Regions from separate parts of the Macaca mulatta genome. Here region 1 is linked to region 2. A link is a contact called in public Hi-C data. All regions are on one chromosome and are shown on one strand. Each heading gives the region's core, a stretch centred on a gene start, on an enhancer-like site or on the middle of the called end of the contact. The rest is flanking DNA. Distances are from core to core; before and after follow the strand shown. Region 1 holds the start of CCDC88C (coiled-coil domain containing 88C). Region 2 overlaps CCDC88C (coiled-coil domain containing 88C).

What was found. A called contact is a pair of places that touch in the nucleus more often than the background predicts.
Region 1: a contact with region 2 is called in a Hi-C map of liver, with 4 times the contacts expected there. The contact joins the promoter of CCDC88C here to the enhancer-like site in region 2. A contact is called at or near these places in 7 of 14 Hi-C or Micro-C datasets (CD4 T cells, blood, cortical neurons and 3 more).

Annotation. Positions count from the first base shown.
Region 1 is chr7:164,672,753-164,680,360 of T2T-MMU8v2.0, reverse strand. It overlaps CCDC88C (coiled-coil domain containing 88C), which reads left to right and starts at 5,834. Exons shown (of 29, transcript XM_077941623.1): 1 at 5,834-6,023; 2 at 6,827-6,927. The coding sequence starts at 6,020. LOC144330380 (a long non-coding RNA gene) reads right to left here and starts at 5,515. Exons shown (of 3, transcript XR_013396487.1): 1 at 5,313-5,515; 2 at 2,507-2,673. It also overlaps the pseudogene LOC114679292.
Region 2 is chr7:164,583,718-164,590,769 of T2T-MMU8v2.0, reverse strand. All of the region lies in intron 9 of CCDC88C (coiled-coil domain containing 88C), which reads left to right. Among named protein-coding and RNA genes, the nearest start is that of GPR68, 69 kb to the right of the region's middle. Within about 2 kb of position 2,244, at least 9 of the 40 cell types and tissues checked have an H3K27ac peak or open chromatin away from gene starts, as enhancers often do. A contact at or near this core is called in fetal cortical plate and liver, where this site is marked.

The DNA.
Region 1 (7,608 bases), core at 4,585-7,084, 86 kb before region 2:
CCTGCCTCAGCCTCCCGAGTAGCTGGGACTACAGGCGCCCGCCACCTCACCCGGCTAGTTTTTTTGTATTTTTAGTAGAGACGGGGTTTCACCGTGTTAGCCAGGATGGTCTCGATCTCCTGACCTCGTGATCCGCCCGTCTCGGCCTCCCAAAGTGCTGGGATTACAGGCTTGAGCCACCGCGCCCGGCCTCTTACTGTTTCTTGAGAGCAGGTTCGTGTCTTGTTTGAACTGCTTATCATAATGTTTAGCACTTAGCAGAAATTCTATAATGTTTATTTTTAAATTTTTAAATACTGTTAGTCTTTAGGTTCAACCATATGAAATTGCCATTTTTGTAGGCCCAAATTTGACAAATATCAGCATTTTCATGATTTAAACTATATCCTTAAGAAAAAGTTAAAGGAAAAATAAATTCGTTGAAAATATGTTTACTTGAGCATCCTGGTTTCCAATATTACGTGTATACTTCAGCATTTCTGTGTTTTTTTGTTCGTTTGTTTGAGACAGAGTCTTGCTCTGTCGCCCAGGCTGGAGTGCAATGGTGCGATCTTGGCTCACTGCAACCTCTGCTTCCTGGGTTCAAGCGATTCTCCTGCCTCAGCCTCCCGAGTAGCTGGGACTACAGGTGCGTGCCACCACGCTTGGCTAATTTTTTTTTTTTTTTTTTTAGTAGAAACGGAGTTTCACCGTGTTAGCCAGGATGGCCTTGAACTCCTGGCCTCATGATCCACCCAAAGTGTTGGGATTACAGGCGTGAGCCCACTGCGCCCAGCTGTATTTCCATGTTTTAGTGTATTATTTCCTATTCTCAAGAAAAAAAAAAAATCTTTGAAATAGGTTGAAATGTTCCCCAAAATATCAGTGTCACATTAACAAGCAGCAGGTTGAAACACAGATACTCTCCTATGCCTTGCATCCCAAAGGACCCCAAATCCTTTATGCTTTTCCTGAATTTGACAATAATATTAATTCCCAATTTTTTTTTTTAGATGGAGTCTCTCTCTGTCGCCCAGGCTGGAGTGCAGTGGTGCAGTCTTGGCTCACTACAACCTCCGCCTCCGGGGTTCAAGCAATTCTCCTGCCTCAGCCTCCTGAGTGGCTGGGATTACAGGTGCATGCCACTATGTCTGGCTAATTTTTGTATTTTTAGTAGAAACAGGGTTTCATCATGTTGGTCAGGCTGGTCTCAAACTCCCAGCCTCGTGATCCACCCGCTTCGGCCTCCCAAGGTGCTGGAATTACAGGTGTGAGCCACTGCACTCGGCCTAATTTCCAATATTTTAAGAATGTTCCAGCCCAGCATGGTGGCTCATGCCTGTAATCCCAGCATTTTGGGAGGCCGAGGCAGGAGGATCACTTCAGCTCAGGAGTTTGAGATCAGCCTGGGCAACATAGCAACCTTGTCTCTACTAAGAATTAAAAAATTAAAAAAAAAAATTATCCGGACATGGTGGGGCTCACCTGCAGTCCTAGCTACTAAGAAGCCTGAGGCAGGAGGATCATTTGAGCCCAGGAGACCGAGGCTGCAGTGAGCTGTGATTGCTCAGCCATTGCATTTCTAGCCTGGGCAACAGAGCGAGACTCTGTTTCAAAAATAAATAAACAAAAATAAATAAATAAATAAATAAAATAATGTTCCAAAACGTCAGATCTGTGACAATATAAAACGATAATAGAATATAGTCTTTTGCGGCCAGCCATGGTGGCTTACACCTGTAATCCTAGCACTTTGGGAGGCCGAGGTGGGCAGATCACCTGACATCAGGAGTTTGAGAACAGCCTGGCCAACATGGTGAAACTTCGTCTCTACTAAAAATACAAAAATTAGCTCGGTGTGGTAGTGCACACCTGCAGTCTCGGCTACCTGGGAAGCTGAGCCAGGAGAATAGCTTGACCCCTGGGAGACAGAGGTTGCAGTGAGCCAAGATTGTGCCACTGCACTCCAGCCTGGGCGACAGAGCAAGACTCAGTCTCGGGGAAAAAAAAAAAAAAAGAGAAAGAAAAAAAAGCTATTCCCTCACCCCACCCAAAGTTGTAGGAACAATTTAGAAATTAGAAATGTAGTAAAGTAGAAATGCCATTAGCTAACACTGCTGAGTCAGTATTTTCTGAGAGGGTAGAAAATTCCTTTATCAGAAGAATACAAAATACTGCTTCTATCCAGGAAGCGATGTATTAAGCAATAGATACATTTATATCCAGAGATTAACAAGGAAAAAAAAAGAGATTAACTTAAAAATGAAGAGTTAAGGTTCAGATGGATGGAGTGAAAGCCAAGGATGTTCTGGAAGGATGGAGGGGGAGTGGGACTCTCTGTGTAGTGGTCAGTGGAGGGTCTGTGCATTTGCTCCTTGAAGCTTATGCCCCAGCCCGATGGAGACTTCGGGAAAACAGTTTTTTATTAAAGCAGGGGTAGCAGAATGGGGCGGAAGATGAGGAAGAGACAGTGATTATGTATCTCTACAAAGCTTTATGGCTTCCACAATCTTTTTACATGCATCACCTTGAGCTTTAATATTGTCTTGTCAAGTCATATGGGGAAAATGGTCTTATCCTGATTTTGCAGATTAAGTGACTTCTAGGAGGTAACGTGTCCAGGCCATCCAGTCCTTTGAAGCCTTCCAACCCTGCTACCTGGGGCACCATCCAGTGTACCTGCCCCATTGCCTCCTAGGGAACAAGGGAGCTGAGTTAGATCCTTTGAACAATGACCGGCTGGTGGCGTGGTCAAGCCACGGCATGGTGGCAGATACATCAATGATTATGAACCAACACAGCAGCTAACTGACCCCAAAGCAAACATTCCTGACATGGCTGTGGCCCAGGGCCTTGTCAATGTCCCCAGGGGAAAATTCCCTCGCTAGGATGGGAAAAGTCTCACAACTGTCAAAAGGCATTTGTCCACTGTATTTCTTAGTGTGAGAGAGTAAGCTTACTCAATAAATATGTGTGTGTGTGCATGTGGGTTTTTTTTTTTGTTTTTTTTTTGTTTTTTTTTTTTGAGACAGAGTCTTGCTCTGTCACCCAGGCTGGAGGGCAATGGTGCAATCTCAGCTCACTGTGACCTTCACCTCCCAGGTTCGAGTGATTCTCAGCCTCCGGAGTAGCTGGGATCACATGTGTGCACCACCATGCCCAGCTAATATTTTTCTTTTTCTTTTTTTTTTGGCCAGGCTGGTCTGGAACTCTTGGGCTGACGTGATCCACCCACTTCGGCCTCCCAAAATGCTGGGATTACAGGTGTGAGGCACTGCACCTGGCCTCAACAAATAACTTTAAAGATCCCTCATCCTTGTCTTTCCAAAAAATTTGGAAAAATAACTTTGGCCGCATCTGCACCCCTTACTTTTTTGCTTGCTTCCAAGCAAAGAGTGGTGTTTGTACACATTATACCTATTTTTGAACTAACTTAAATTATGAGCAACTAAGGAACATTTTTTAAATAAACAATTTTTAGCCAGGCGCGGTGGCTCACGCCTGGAATTCCAGCACTTTGGGAGGCCAAGGCAGGTGGATCATGAGGTCAGGAGATCGAGACCATCCTGGCTAACACGGTGAAACCCCATCTGTACTAAAAAATACAAAAAATTAGCTGGGCGTAGTGGCAGGCGCCTGTAGTCCCAGCTACTCGTCAGGCTGAGGCAGGAGAATTGTGTGAACCCAGGGGGCGGAGCTTGCAGTGAGCAGAGATCACGCCACTGCACTCCAGCCTGGGCTACAGAGCGAGACTCCGTCTCTTAAAAAAAAAAAAGATTTTTATTTCAGATAAAATTAATATTTCCATAATTAGGATACACACATAATTAGCAAACACACATTCTTGAGTCCATTGTTTAAGGTTTATTCTATAAACGACTTCCATGAATATTAGAGTTCCTGAATGTCATCTGAATATTTGTCTACACACTTGTGGGCAGCTTCTGTAGCCTTTTTTTGGTAGAAATTCCAGTTTTTCTGAATTCTTCCTTTTCCTTCAGGTATTCCATTTTGTATTGTTCATAAAAAGCTGGGTCATTATAGTGAGCTGTTAGACATTCTTTCATTGCAGAATTTTCTTTCCAGCATTTTACTACCATAAGGATTGCAGAGTTCTTGCAACATTTGGTAAAATCTTGAACTTGTCAGAAGACCTCTCTCTGGTCTTTTCTCTCATTATTTTAGGGATCAAAACATCTTTTTCGACATGTCTGAGATGCTGCTCCAAAAACCTGTAGTGTTTTCCCATTGTTTTTGGTATAAAAACCAAACTCCTTGAAATGGTTTACAGGACATTTCATGGTTCACAGCTGAAACTGCTCCACAGCTATGGCACACACTCCTCTTTGATCTCAATTCTTCTTTCTTGTGGTCTTTGCTTAAGCCACTGTTCTTCAAATTTCACAGAGCAATCATTAGAGTTGTTAAATTAATCCGCGTGGTGGAGAGCCATCGCTGCGGGTTGAGAAGCAATTAAGGAACTCTTCTAATGAACTTCTGGTGCACAACAAAACCATGTGGTCTCGAAATTTCAGTTCCTCCGCAGTCCCCCATTGTCTTTTATGCTACCCCGCCTTCCACAGTCTCTAGGGACCCTTAACCGCCCTCCTTGGCTCTCAGGCCATAATCTCACAACCCTCCCCAGCCCAACGGGGTCTGCCAGCGCTGGGCTGTAATACCACGCGCCACCAGCAGATGCCGCAACCCCAACACTTCACAAAGCCGACTTTCAAAATTACCACCGAGCCTGTCGGCAGCCATTTAGTGCCTGCTGTATACTTGCCAAGCGCTACACAGGGCGCTTCGGGTCAACCCCGCACCGGTTGGCCCAGCTGGGAAATGCGGCGATCGTGTGGGTTAAATTAGTAAAATGGTCTACAGTGCTTTGAACAATGACCGGCTGGTGGTGTGAAATTATTACCAGGCCGAGACCAGCCTGGAGCCGGCTCCTGCCTCGTGCCGTCCCGCATGGAGGTCCCGCCCCTGGGCTTGCCTTCCAGCCAGTTGGGGCCTTTGCCCTTTTTCTGTCGCCTGCCACTAAGCTGCTGCTAGGAACCCCGGCTGGAATTTAGCTCGCCTCCGGCAAAGTGGTGGGGGCGGGCCCGGGTCGGGGAGGCCACATCACCTGCTTCCTGCAGGAACTTTTAGAAGGCAGGCAGCCCGGAACATGGCACGGTGGGGCACGGTAGGGCGCGATGGGCCGCGCCCCTATGGCCTAAACTCAACATAAAGTTTCCCCCTTTGCCCTCTGGCCCGGCCCCAGGGTCGGGGCGCGTTTCTCGCGCCGGGCACAACCGTGAGAAGCGCGGGTTTGCGGGGCCTCTTGGCTGTACCTGGGGCTGCACCTGCCAGGAGTCCGCAAAGGCGCAGGGCCGAGCTCCCCAAGCCCGGAACGGGCGGTGGCCTGGCGGCTACCTCGGAGAGCAGAGCAACCTCGGAGGACAGGGCGTCCCAGCTCCCGGCGCGCACTAGCGCCCGCGCGCCCCAGTCCGCACGTGGCGCTCGGGCCCCGGCTGCAGGCGCACGCGCGCAGGGAGGCGCCACGTGCTGGGGCTCCACACGCCGGGAGGCTGCGCTCAGCGAGGGCACGCGGTCCCACGGGCGGGGAACCGGGCGCCGCGACCCACCCGCCGCGGGCCACCAGCCTCCTCCCAGCGCCCCGCGTAGCCGCGTCCCGCGCCCGGGCTCTCGGGCTCCCGGGCTGGCACCGCGAGGCGGCGCGCCTGTCGCCCAGGGCCGCCGAGGGGCGGGGCCGCCCGCATTGTTCCTCCCCGAGCGGCGGGCCCTCCCCTTCCCCCAGACCCGGGCGGGGCGCGGGGCCGCCGAAGCCGCGGAACGTGGGCTCGCGCGCCCCGCCTTTGTCTCCCGGGCGCGAGCCGCCGCAGCTCCGCGCCCGGTGCTCGCTGCGGAGCCGTTTTGCGCCGCGGCGCGGGGGAACGGGGACTCGGGGCGGGAGGTGCGGAGCCGGCGGGCGCAGCCTCAGCATGGACGTGACCGTCTCGGAGCTCCTGGAGCTCTTCCTGCAGAGCCCGCTGGTGACATGGGTGAGTGTGCCTGGCTCCCCGCCCCTTTGTTGGTGCACCGGCTCCTCTCTAGCCCGGCAGGGGGACGTCGCAGACCTGACTCTGCCGGGGCCCCGGGTGGCCCCGGGCCGCTAGGGACGCAGCAAGTGGCTCCCGGCCGGGGTTGGGGCCGCGTCCTGGAGTCCGGAGCTTTTAAACTCTGGAGCCGGCGCCCCTGTTCTGCGTCCAGCGCGGCACCCCGCCGCGCTTTCGGCCGGGCCGGGAGCCGGGCGGGTACACCTGTTCCCGCCGGGGCGCTAGGCTGGCGGCCTCGGGGCGGACCGGGTCCCAGTGGTCACTCCTGTCCCCGGGGTTTAGCCACTCCCGAAGAGGACCCCATTCTTCGCAACCAAATATCTCGTGTAGTTTTTCTGAATCCCTCAGACCAGCCGGTGGATGGCGGTGACGGGTGGGGAATGGGGGCGCCGAGTGGGAACGTGAACAGACTGGGGTGGGCGCACTGATTTACAATGGATTTGAGACGTGAGGCATTTATTGAAAAGTCCTGTCTTTTTTTTTTTTTTTTTTTCCTGCCCTGGAACGCAGGAGAAAAGTGGCGAGGAAGTTTTCCTCCTCCTGTCTGTCCCGTGTCTGTTGCCCGGCGCGGGGAGGGGAGAGAGGCCCTGGGAGAAGGCCGGGCTCGGTCCCTGCTGAAGGGTGGGGTGGGCGTGGGGGACCCTTTTCTGCTCACACTGACCCGGCCCGTCTCTGCCTGGGAGAGCTTTGGACCGTTTGTGCGCTTGGGGTGACTTCCTGTCTTTCTCTCCTCGTCCCCCTCCCGGCAGGTGAAAACTTTTGGCCTGTTTGGAAGCGGCAACCAGGACAACCTGACTATGTACATGGATTTAGTGGACGGCATCTTTTTGAACCAAATCATGCTGCAAATGTAAGTTACATTCTTCTCGGAGAAAGGAAAGAATGGTGCGTTAGAAAGTTTCAGAGTAGAAAAGGAGTGGAAGGTTGCATGGCCGAGTGTGTGTGGGGTGGCGCGTGGTTCTCTGAAGATAGAGACGCTGGTATCTCAGTATTAACGTGCCTAGTGGCGTTAATACTGAGTATTAACTAATACTAATAGGTGTTTGAAGAACTCCAGGACAGTGGGTCGGGCAGTTCGTTTGATGAAGGAAATTTGGAATTGAGTGACTGCCGTTTACCTGGTGGAGATAGTGCAATTGACTTCAAACTCAAGGACCTAATTGTGGTTTGAGCAATGAAATGAAAAAGTCCCCTTTTGAAGGGCAGGGAACTGTAACGGAGAGTGTCTGGTTACAGGAAGTGTCGGGGTGGGCCCAGGCATCCGAGGGTTACTATAAAGTTTCATTTTAGATGAGGTCGCCTGTGTTTCTGACCTCCTTTACATTTCATCTTCCTTTTTCAGTTGCCCCAGAGCAAGTGCAATTGATTAAGTCCCACTCTATGGACTGAGTTTAAAGTCACAGTGTTAGGAGGGGCCCAGGGAGTCAGAGGCCTTGGTGCTGTTTGTTTGGAAGCATGCAGCCTAAACAGGGTCTTGGTAGAAGTTACTCTTGCCAGCGAGTACATCTGACCACATCCTTTCCTGTTGCTG
Region 2 (7,052 bases), core at 995-3,494:
TTTTGCCTTTTTCATGCAGTGACATTAATTGAGCAGCATGGAGATAGTCATGGAAGAAACAGCTGAACCTACAGGGCTTAGCTTCTGGGGAGGGGAGCAGGCAGGCAGCACATGGTTAGGACGCAGCACCGTCAGTGCTGTGCTGGGGGTCACGGAGGGGAGGGCGCCTCATCCAAACATGGGCTGGGGCCAGGGAAGGCCTTTGCTGGGAGGGTGCTGTTGAAAGTGAGGCCTGAAATAGCTAGGAGTTAACCAAGCAGGGAGAGCCAGGCAGGGGGAGGAGCAAAGGCCTGGAAGCCCGAGAAAGCAGCATGCAGGAGAGAAACCCGAAGTCAGGGCCACAAGGTCCTGGTGTGTCCGGGTGGACGGTGAGGGGTGAGGCTGGAGGGGCTCTCAGGGCCCAGCCATGGAAGGTGTGCAGCATGCCCATCAAGCATTTTCACGAGGCGGGTGGTGTGGGGTGTTTCAGAACATTTAAGCACTTAGGCTGCGTGGCCCCAAGTCTGCCCGATGCATGAGCCCTGCTTTCCACCACTGCTTCCCCGAGTCCCACCGGACAAGGAAGCCTGGCCCAGGAGTTTGGTTTGTGTCTTCATGGGGCGAGTTCTCAGCATGTAGGGCAGTTCTGGCCCCTGGGAGGTGTTGGAGAGATGCTCGTTGAGTGAATCGTATCTGGAGCTGGCTTTGGGCAGTGCTGCATTTGCAGAGCTGGTGGCTGCTGTACTGCATTGGAGCCCCCACCTTCTCAGATACCTGCAGAAGCTGAATATGGGAGCACAGACCTCCCGGGGCGGGCCTCCCACCTCAGCACTCAGGTGTATGTTGGACTCAACTTGGAATGCAGCTCAGAGGCCTGGAGCTGAGCTGCTTTGAGGTGGGAGCCAGGTACCATCTGAGCCCTGCTGGGGTTGAGGTGAACCCTTGCCCCCAGTGGCAGATGCCTGGGCCAGTCACTCCCTCCAGTGCTGAGTGGGCTTCATGTCAAGGCCCGGCGCTACCTTAATGCATAGGTGACTTTGATGGGCCCGTGTTGCTTTTAAGAAATAAGTGTGTGCCCAGCTTTACATGAAAATCCAGGTTTTTCAGGGTGTAGCGATGCACATTTCCAGGGGATTTGCCCTGAGAGTCCTTAAGAACAGTTCCTATGCAGTTCAAAGCAGACAGCACCATGAAGAAATGCATCTGTGGCCCAGGCATGGTGGCCCAGTGGCCCATGCCTATAATCTCAACACTTTCGGAGGACAAGGCAGGCAGATCTCTTGAGCCCACAAGTTCGAGACCAACCTGGGCAACATGGTGAAACCCCATCTCTACAAGAAAATGCCAGAAATATCAGCCGGCTCTGGTGGCAGGCAGCTGTGGTCCCAACTCTTGGGAGTCTGAGGTGGGAGGATTGCTTGAGCCCTGGAGGAGGCTGAGGTTGTGGTAAGCCGAGATCTGCACTCCAGCCTGGGCGACAGAATGAGACCCCCTCTCAAAAACAAGAAATGCATCTGTGAATTGAGGTTGACCCACAGGTGGTAAAACATTAGATTAGAAAAGACCCAAGTACGAGGTATGTTTATCCACAAAATAAAAATGAAGTGGTTAGAGAGAAGGATAGATGGATGGATATGTGATAAAGCACAGATAGCAAAACTTGTAATTGTAGAATCTAGGCGGTGTGTGTATGGGTGTGTGTGACACAATTATTTTGACCTTTCAGGAAATTTTATATTTTTTTGTAATAAAATGTTAGTGTTAGAAGAGATATTCCAAGTAAAAGGTCAGTGGGACAACAGGCACTTTGCCTAAGCTCACACTTGGTCAACCACATCCATTGTGAAACAGTTAAAAATATTGATCAGTTTAAAGCTGTGAAGCAGTTTCCCATAAGTCTCAGCTCTTCATTTCTCAGTTTCTCAAGATGTGGTCTGTGTCTGTCTGTATCAGGATCAGCTGAGGGTTTGTGTTTAAAATGCAGATTCCTGGGCCCCACCCTAGACCCCAGGGAGTAAGGGCAGGCCCTAGAAATCTGCATTTTACAGGCCCTCTCCCAGGCCATCTTGTCCCCCTTAAAAAAATAACCTTACTTTAAAAAAATTAATGTGTACATTATAGGAAACTGAAAAAGACAAGCAAAGAACAAAGTCCTCCAGAATCACAAGCAGTTTACAGTTTGCCGTGTCCTTCTGTGTCCTGTGTGTGCACACAGCCTCGTTTTACATGTTTGAGAGCATGCAGTATATGTCATGCTTTTTCACACATCATGAATATTTACCAATTTGAAATCCCAAAGCTGTATGAGTATTTTGATAACCAAGAATACACTACACCACAACTCAATCTGTTAGGAAAAAATGTAATCCTGCCTTTCTTTGGACATAAATGTCACAGATGACAAAAATGGCAACAGGCTTCTAGATAAAAGTATTGGCAGAGTTAATGTTAAAATACTATATTCCCTTAAGGCTCAGTTTAAAATAAGACATAAAGCAACAGAGTACACTAAGTATATGTTTGGAAGAGAATTCATTAGCAGATCTATACCGTTAAAATATTAGCAAGAAGGTATGTTTCCATTGAATTCCTTAATGTATGCCTATAGTACAGCCAAAAGAGATGCACACACGTCAGTGGCTGTCATCCAAATGGAAATATGAACACATCTGCATGTGTCTGTCCCTTTATACTTCCTGGATTCCTCCCAAGCTGGAGGAATACGGTTGCAGACGAACAGAGTGCTTTTTTTCCCCCCTGAGGCTCTTCACTCCTGGATTCCCTCCGGAAAGGCAGGGTTTGCAGAGCCAAGGGTCAGTCTGTGGGCAGCGTGTGGCCAGAGGCTTTTTGTGTGGACCTTGAGCCCCAGCAGGCAGGACTCTGTCTTACTTGACTGCGTATACAGAGAGCCTGGCACACACAAGGCACTTGGTAATCACGCCACCCTTTGCTCTGCAGTTAAAAGGCTTGCAGTCTGGGGAGGAGGGAACGGGAGGAATCATGAGTTTTTCGATTCCTCGGGACTGGAGACAGGGCTGTTAGGTGAGATAGGCAGGAGAGCAGAGAGGTTATTGGATTTGTGCCAGCTCGAATTGGTGCAGCACTTGCAGGTACAGTGGGAGAGACTGGTGGCCGGGTCCGCCCAGACAGGCTGCCCCGTCTAACCCGGAAAGCACATCGGTGTGCATCACCGAAGGGAGAGCGCGTCCTGCCATGTGGGAGGACGAGATAAAGGACCCAGGCTTCGGGGCAAGGGCAGATTAATTTTGGTTACAAAAACATGGAACACAAATGTACATGGTTTGTTTTCAAAAGTCTGGCAGCTATTTTTTACTCCTAGCCTAGCTTACATAAGAGGTGAAACAACTAAATGAACAGCAGAGTAAGTGTCCCTCGGTCCAGGAGGAAGCGTGTGGGCAGGCGTGGGGTGTCCCTGACTTCCCTTTGTAAATAGTAGTTCTTCTGCTCGGTGCTGTCCATAGCATGGGGGTTGCCCTCAGGGCTGCGTGGGAGAAGGACGCATATTTTTAAAATTGCATCCCATATTTTAAAATTGGCTGCAATTTTTCCCATATTTTAAAACTGGCTGCAAGTTTCTACTGCAGGCAAAGGGCAGATGCATAGATGCTGTGTGCATCCTGAGTGGAGTGGATGTAACCTCTCTGCTTCTGTGTGATTTACGGCTCTCTAGGCAGCACGGGCTCCCAAATAGCCCGAGGGGCAGAGACCTAGCTGGGCAGAGTCTACACCCAGGGGCAGAGACCTAGCTGGGCAGAGTCTACACCCAGGGGCAGAGACCTAGCTGGGTGCAGTCTACATCCAGGAGCAGAGACCTACCTGGACACAGTCCATACCCAGGGGCAGAAACCTACCTGGGCACAGTCTATACCCAGGGGCAGAGACCTAGCTGGGCATAGTCTAGATCCAGCTCGCCAGGTGTTAAGCAAGTCTTGTCCCCATCTGTCAAAGTGGGGGGTGCTCTGGGGCATGTCTGAGACCTTGGCATCCTGTGATACAGGAGCATGTTTGCAATGGGCTTATCCTGGGGTGCACCTCTCCATGGGGAGCCTCCCTGACAGGGAGCTGCCCCAGAGGAGGTGGGGACCCTGGAATAGATCTCTGCAGTGAGGGGTCAGCCAGAGGGACAGAAAGGGTTGTTGGCCAGCACCAACCAGTGAGGAGCTAGGCTAATGATCATTCCCAGAATGTATGTGTGTGTCTTTCTCTCCTCTCTCTTGCACGTGCACACACACGTGTGCACATCCTCCCCCCGCCATGGTGACCAGGAATGGGGTGGGGCAGGAGCTCTGCTGTGGCCTGGTCTGCCTTGCCCACGAGGCCTGGAGATAGGGCCCCAGCTCTCCTGCCCTCCTCCAGCCTCCTCTGGCCCCACACAGCATCTCCTGCAGCTCTCAGAGGTCTCAGTCATCTTCGGGAGGAAAAGGTGCTTGGGACATGTTTGTTGATTTGGGTCCAGTGTCTTGAGGCCCCTGAGGCTCTCCCATCTTTTACTTAAAACAGACCTTTCCACTTTCCTCCACTCTCTCCAGCTGCCTCTCCCTGGGCTCAAAGGCAGAACTGTGTGAAAGCAGTGTCATCTGTGGGCCCATTTCCCCCAGTCTCTGGGGCCACCTGCCGTGCCTGCACCCCCCCCACTTACCAAAGCCACTCTTGCCAGTGAAGAGTGCTCCTGACATGGACATATCCGGCAAGCACTCCTCGGCCCCAGCCCCTCCTACCACTTCCTGCCTGAGCTTCCACTCTCCCCACTCCTGGACTCACCCTCCCCTCGCAGGCCCACCCCTCAGTACCAGGGCCCTCATCCACCCCTCGGCCTTTGCTCCTCTGGGCTTTCTCCAGGGATGGCTCACCTGCCCCGCCCACTTCTCTTAGCCCATACACATAGACCCTTGAGTGCCAGATCTTAATCTTTGGCTGAGGCTCTGTCTTGTGCTCCAGGCCTCAGTGTACCCGGGTCGTCCAGAGACGTCTCAAGGCCAGTGTGTTCAGAGTCATTGTCTTTCCCTCCACACCTGCCTGTCCTGTCTCTGGTCTGGAGTCACATCCACTCGGGTGCTCAAGCCAGAGCATAGGGCGACCTTGGTTCTTTGTCTTCCTGCCCACCCCCCGCGTCCCACGCCCAGGTGCCCCTCCTGTTTATAAGCCTGTTTCTCACCTCCCAGCATCTCCCTGTCCGGAGGCGGGTGTTGAAGAGGGCGCCTCAGCCTCACTGGCATCCTTGCTCATGTTACTCCAGAGTTTGCCCGTGGAGTGCCCTCCCTAACAGTCTGGACTGGCCAGTCTGCCTCCGTCTGTCCTGCTGCAGAGGCCTTTGCAGCCGCTCTCCATGGCTCCTGGGTAAAATCCACACTGTACCCTCGTCTGCCACTCGCCCCCTTCAGCGCCCCCAGGACTCCTGGTGCTTTTGCACAAGTGCTTCCTTGGCCCAGCCCCGCTCTCTCCTCCCAGCTCGCTCCTCAGACTCCAGGGCCAGGTCAGGGATGGGGCGCTGATCTGTGCAGCCTGCGTCTCCCAGCCTCCTGCTCCAGGCACCTTGAAACCCCTCCTGACTGCAGGCGGTGCTTGTCACGTGGCACTGTCCTGTCTGCTTCCCAGCCAGAGTGGGAGCTCTTTGAAGACAGGGTCTGTGCCTTATTGACCCCTGGTCCTCTGTGCCCCATGTGCCTTCTGGCTCAGAGGTCCAGTCCCTGGGCAAACCCGGCCCCCGTGAGTTTTTATGGACACAGTTGTGTTGGAGCACAGCTAATGCCCATTTGTTGTCTCTTTTTGTGCTCCCTCTGTGGAGCTGAGTAATTGTGACAGAGACTTAAAACCTGCAGAGCTGAAAACATCACCTGACTGGGCCTGCACAGTCTCAGGGGCTGGCCCAAATGAGGTGCACAATTGGGTCTTTCAGTGAGTGGTAACTAGACTGTGTGTCTGTGGAGGTTTCCCTGCCTGCTAGGAATGGTGTCAGGTCCTAACTGTGTCCGTGCACTGAAGCCTTATGGTGGCTCTGCAGGTTTAGCAGCCACGTTCGTTCCTTCCCTCTTTTCAGATGAGGAAACTGATGATTGATTAATTAATAACATGGCAGTTGCTAAGCAGGGGGACCTGGGATGGGAATGACTGTCTGCCTCCAAGACCTTGATGCTTGCCTGTGAATGAACGTGAGCTTCAGCCTTCACAGGAAGGAGGAAGTAAAGGGGGTGTGGGGAGTGCTGAAAGTGGGGTACTCTCAGGAGGGGTGAGGGGCTGCCACTATCCGAGGCCGTGGAGGCCTGAGGAAGGGCCCCAGCCTCCAGCAGCTCACATTAGAGCTGACACATCACGTCATAATCAGGGAATGTCAAGATTCAGGGTACTTACTAAGGACACCTTGAACGCAGGGAGGTCTTCTGTTCCCACCTGGGACTTTGTGTCTTTTGTGTCTCCCTCATTCCTTAATAACTGCTGAGGAGTTGTGATGAGGTTCAGCACACTGAACCGGGCGTTGGACAGGACAGACCTGACGTTTGGTTTAAGGTTTAAGTCCCCCATGCTCCTCAAAGCGGGCGAAGTTTGAAAACAGGCAGGTGAAGTTCAAGGGATGTCCACGAAGCTGGATGAGCAGGTAGAGTTCAGAGCGGGGGTGATGTTTCCTGGGTGGGTAGGAGGTCTGCCCACCCTGAGTCAGCTGACCCAGACCCTCCCCACTGAGGATGCCCTGGGCTGGCCTCCTGCTGCTATGGCCTCCTTTAGGGAACTGTACGGCATCGTGGTCGCTACCGAGCTCCCTGGTCGGGGACAGCTCGTTTCTTTGATTCTGTACCCGCTCTGGTGCTGTGTGCTCCTCAGGGGTCAGGAGGCACCCTAGAAGCCAGTTTTTGCTGTTAACATGCTAGGTGCTCCACGGCGAGTGCTGGGGGTGCTCTGTTGGTGAGAGTTGGTGGTGATGGCAGCTGGCAAGTTTGTAGGTCTCAGGCACTGCACATGGAGTATTTTACACGTATCATCCGAGCTCCACATCACCCTGCCTTCAGGCCCATCCTGTAAAGGAGGAATCTGGGTTGAGAGTATATGTAGCAGCCCTG